2 separate regions of the Danio rerio genome follow, and region 1 is linked to region 2. A link is a contact called in public Micro-C data. All regions are on one chromosome and are shown on one strand. The core of a region is the stretch at or near the end of the contact, and the rest is flanking DNA. Distances in the headings are between cores, read along the strand shown.

Evidence for each region. A called contact is a pair of places that touch in the nucleus more often than the background predicts.
Region 1: a Micro-C map of caudal fin shows a contact between it and region 2, with 1.6 times the contacts expected there. The contact joins two enhancer-like sites. A contact is called at or near these places in 2 of 18 Hi-C or Micro-C datasets (caudal fin and an unstated tissue).

Annotation. Positions count from the first base shown.
Region 1 is chr13:27,389,329-27,392,028 of GRCz12tu, reverse strand. The region is part of intron 1 of galnt2 (UDP-N-acetyl-alpha-D-galactosamine:polypeptide N-acetylgalactosaminyltransferase 2); the gene reads left to right. Among named protein-coding and RNA genes, the nearest start is that of galnt2, 15 kb to the left of the region's middle. Within about 2 kb of position 1,413, at least 1 of the 62 cell types and tissues checked has an H3K27ac peak or open chromatin away from gene starts, as enhancers often do. A contact at or near this core is called in caudal fin, where this site is marked.
Region 2 is chr13:27,339,752-27,342,451 of GRCz12tu, reverse strand. All of the region lies in intron 1 of galnt2 (UDP-N-acetyl-alpha-D-galactosamine:polypeptide N-acetylgalactosaminyltransferase 2), which reads left to right. Among named protein-coding and RNA genes, the nearest start is that of galnt2, 64 kb to the left of the region's middle. Within about 2 kb of position 1,336, at least 4 of the 62 cell types and tissues checked have an H3K27ac peak or open chromatin away from gene starts, as enhancers often do. A contact at or near this core is called in caudal fin, where this site is marked.

The DNA of each region.
Region 1 (2,700 bases), core at 164-2,663, 50 kb before region 2:
GAGCTGCTGTAAATGATGGCTGAAATAATGATGTCATTTAGGGATGCTATTAGTCATTGTCATGATTCAAAACATATTCACTTATTAAAATCTGAGATTTATTTATTGGCATATTTTGACGTTGTCTTTTCACCGTTCATGAATCTATATAGCCACAAGACCTGTTCAAATTTTCTTCTTTTTTTTTTATTTTGTACTTCTTTTTGTCTTTTTCATTTGTTCATGTTGTTGTTATTATTATTATTATTATTATTATTATTATTGTTGTTATTATTATTATCATTATTATAGGCTTGTTTTTTGGTTTGTAGCAGGGCTGCACAATATTAAGAATCTTATTTTGCGACTATTTTCCTGCGTGATAGATGCGAAATATTACACGCGTAGCAGTGCGATATGGCTGTATATCGGCACTGGTTGGAGGTGTGCGCTAGCACAAGGCCACCAGTCGAGTGCCTTGGTGTCCCACCAGTGACAATATACAGCCTAATCACACTTCTAAGATTGTGATATTGCGTTTATACAACATAATCAGGCATAATCGTGCATATAATTAAGAAAATTCTCATGGAGAGTTTAAAAATCCTTTTGTTTATGGAATTACTTTCTTCCGCCATTTATTCACATTTGCAGCTGACTTCAGAACAGAAGACGTCATTATCACTTTAGATCTAGTATTTGAAGGATTCTCTAGCGTAATGTCTAAAGTGATGGCAAAACAAAGGATTTTGCTCACATTTTAAGATTATAAGGCTGAACGACATAAAATGCAATCAGACTAGAGAGATTTCCCAGTATTTCTCTGTTGCAGTAGGGAGATCACAATAATTAACCATGAGAAATCCAAAGTAGTTGTATTGCATGAGAAATAACAAAAAATAATAATACTGAATAATACATAAAAGTAATGCATATTTTTTAAACCAAGCCATCTATTCCACTGCAGAATCTTTACATTTAAGAGTGTTTAATACTCAAATAATTACTAAATCTATTTATTCATGGACTTTATAAGTTATCATAGATATACCAATGCTATGAATTTTTCGTCATAACATATATTTGCTGAACAAAATAGCATTTAATTGCTGTCATTTTGAAATCCTATACAGTAGATTTTTTTTCCCTCCACGGTCACTGTTCAGTGGAAACCAGTAACACATCTCAAGACTGAACATCCGCTTCATGTCTACACAGACACATCTGCCTGTCAGCTTGTGCTTGAAATATCATGGCACGTTTCCCACATAGATTAAACAAAGATAGTCTATGAGCGCTGAGCGAAGCAGAGTTGTTTAAACAATATGCAAGGGCCCGGTTCTTCATGTTTCGAGACATATACACTAATGGGAAAACACTGAGCATATTGCCAAGGGCAAGAGCGTGTTGAAGATGAGGTTTTCTTAGCCAAGCGCTTCCAGGCTGTTTGCCGTCTTGGCATCTCGGAGAGTGCCACAGACCAATCAAACAACAGCCATGTGATTTTTAATGAGCTCGGGTTTTGGAATAGCCTCCAGTGATGTATCATCATGTCAGCGGAAGACGTTACAAAGCTGCTGATTAAAAGCTGTATGAAGCTATTGTGCACACCTTTGCACTCAAAATGCACAAACTTAAAAGCATAAACCTCTATAATTTGCATAAAAAAACGGTTGCTGTAATTAACCATGTTACCAACAACCTATTTTAGTGCATATTTTGGAATAACACATAAAAATGCATTATCAAAACAGGAATTAGAGGAAAAATTGATTCAAAATCACGATGCATTTATAAATTGATCTTCTAAAGTTTGTAATCCAATTTTTTTTAAGATATAATCACGACAGGCCTGTGGAGATGTGAGCTAGAAACATAAAAATAATAAGAGTTGACAAGCATATGTATGTATGCTGCTGGATTGTGACTCCCAGAATTGCAATCAGATTGGATCGTGAATCCCTGAAGATTCCCACCACTGATCAAAACTTCAGGATGCACATAAATTTTGAAAATGCTCTTAAAAAAAAAAAAAGTAGAAAAAAGTTGCATAAACTACGATAGAAACACGTTTACCAAAAAAATTTCAGCATGCACCTCAAATATAATAAGTTTATTTCTTTTAACAGTTGAAGTAATAACAAAATCTAATTTAAGCATGATGGGATGGCATAAATGGACAAATCAGTGTACCGACCACATTGTACAACATCTGAAATGTTTTTATGATCATACTAAAATAAGTTGGTCAAAGCCAGTATTCAAAATGGTTTGGTATTATTGCCTCCTTATTATTATTATTATTGCCCCCCACTGACTCTTTTGCCCCCCCCCCACCCCCCAATACATCCCCCACTCTCCTCTAACTTATACTCCTCGCAATAACTGCACTGTTTAACATTTGCACATTTAAAAACTTGCACATTCACTGCATCACATTGAACTGTTTACTTATTGAACTGTACATAACCACTGCATATGGACATTTGTAATTATGTAGACACCCACTATAAATATAGACTTGTAATCTAGTACTGATTATTAATAGCAACCTGTACATATATTCATATATTGTTACATATACACTTGTAATCATGTTTATCTATCCCTGTACATATTTTCATATATTGTAACATATACACTTGTAATCATGTTTATCTATGTGCACACTACTGATTATTAATAGCAACCTGCACATTCATATATTGTAAATCTGCTCAT
Region 2 (2,700 bases), core at 87-2,586:
TGTTAAATATTGAAAATTAGGTAAAATAGGTGCTCTGTAAATTACATTAATCTTCAGTCATTACATCATCATCTACACACTTGCATAATTATGCACATAAACTACAATGCCTTGTGCACATAATTATGTTAATGCACATTTTTGTTGAAGTATATTTTTATCAGAAGTAATAGTATAAGATAATGGAATCTCATTCCTTTTAATGGCCCTGGTATTTTGATTTTATTCTTACTTAAATATTTTCAATCAAAAAGCATTTTTAATTTTGACATTTCTTGAAGTTATATTATGTTAGATTTTTACGTTTATTACTAGATCTTTTTATTATAATTTTCTTATGGGTTTTTCACCTTTTAATTGGGGTTAGATCTATCTGGGTGTACACATAGATAATTTGCCTTACTTGTATTTGTTCTCGTGCTACTGCATTTTTTATGGAGATTCAGAATATTTGGGGTCCATCAATAAGTAATATTTTTATTTACAAAGCTGTGACTGAAAGCATAATATGCTATGGATTTACTGTGTGGTATGGAAACATTAGTTTAATCCAAAGCTAAACTTTAGCTGGTTAAGACAGCCATGAGAATCTTAGGGAAATGGGAATATGGATCCTTACAATCTCTGTATGAGCAATTAGTTCAGGATTAATTGATTTAAAATATTAGCTGACCCCTCACACATTTTTTTATGAGTTGCAGCCTTCTGGTTGACGATACAGGCTGCCTGTGTGCAGATATAATAGTTTTAAGAAATCATTTTGACCTACATCAATTAGATTTTTAAATGTGTACTTGTTCATGATTGAATGTTTGTGTTGATTTGTTTTTTGATGTCTGTCTGTTCCTGTTCAGCGTATGCAAATGTGGGCCTAGAGTCAAAGACAAATTTCCTCATTCGGGACAATAAAGTGTAAGGATAGTGGAGGTTACAGACTGGAAAAGAAAGTATTGGGAGTAGAGAAAGGGGAAAAGTCGGCAAAGGACTTTAATCCGGGAATTAAACTCTGGTTGCCCTGAGCACCACAGTGCTATATGTTGGTGCACTTAGCCACCAGGCTATTGGCGCCGACATATATTCCTAGATCTGGACAAACAAATCTGCATCACACTATTGAGGTAAATATATTGAAATGTGTGGTTTTGCTCCTCCCCTCTGCTGGTATCTGTAAATCTAATTTCCTCTAGCAGAGATCAGTTGCTGAGTGAAGCCTTCAGCTCGTTCTCGACTGTTTCAGTTGTCTTTGTTCCAGCTATATCTCATGTATAAGGGAGGAGATCTGCCTTCTAGGGCTCTTTGTTTTATTGTCTTTAGGTTCACCACACCTAGTCGTGATGTTGTAAATCCAGCGCAATGTAATCATTTAGCCTTACAGGCAGTTTCTCAGCCAACTAGCAAAGATTGGGGTTGGCTTCAGCAAACACCAAAGCATGACTCACGCCAAAGATGCTAATTGTAGGGGCTAGAGTTTCAAATTCACGTCCAGAGATCTAGAAGACAGATGGTAAAAATGTTAGTCTTTTCAGATGAAGCAGTCCAAGCCTTTATACCTGAAAAGGAGAGGAGAGAAATCTGTTTTTACTTTGTTCATACACCCCTCTTCCAGCAGTGTCTGCCTTGGCATGATGCAGAACTCTACTATTAAGCCACAAGGCCTTGGTATATTCACAGTAAAGCATATTCGTTCTTTATTCAGAAATAAAATGAAGTTTGAAATCACTGAGGAGTGGTAAACATCCCAGTGCCACCTACACTGCTTATTGAACAGCTTTGTACATATGTGATATGGTCACGCAACTGAAAGAAGTAAGCATCTGATAATTATAATGTTATGATAACAAACTCTGAATTTTAGTACTCTTGGCTTTTCCAGAAAGGTTGCTTTGGGAACTCTTTGCTCGTTTTCATCGAGTGGTACAGTACGGTACGGTTCGGGGTACTTTTTATGACCGTTTTCACTGTCAAAAGGTTCCTAAAAGCAACTCGTACTGTACAGTACCACTCAGAGTATAAACCAGGCTTAAGGGTTTCAGATGGCCCGTTTCCACAAAGCGTCCGCTTGTTTGCTTGAGTGTGCACGGTGAAAGTGACGTCATCGCGGAGTTTGCGGATGTTCGCTTTGGGTGGGCACGACATGATTTCAGCTGCCGGTGCGCACAGCATTTTTTGAGACTCGAGCGAACAGTGCACGCGGCGCCATGTTTGATTTGAATATTAAAAAACTTTGAAGAGATTTTGTCTGAAAAAGTACGCCTGTACAGACATCTTCATGAAAGGAAAGTTTTTGTTAAAAGGTTTGGAAAAACCTGAGGGATAAGTTTAAAAAACAAAACACAAGAGGCTGTCGCAAAAGTGAGCCAGGTACACAAGCACAGAAATATGTTTATCCACCAGTCATAGATTTTTACACTGATGTGTATATATACAATTGTGAATTTAAAACAATGTAGTTACAAAACTATAATGAAGTCACAGAATTATTTCTTTGATAACTTGAAAGGAATATTTTAACCTATCGGTTTACAATACGCTGATGCCTGTTTCTCTAGGCTTTATTGGTGATAATGGTCAGAAATGTTGGACCATTATTGCCTTTATAGCATAATAGAGGACGGAAACTAGCCTGACAGAAATGTGTGAATTATGGAGCGGCCTAAATCTAAAAAAAAAAAAAAAAAAACATCTATTTTTAAGTAAGTG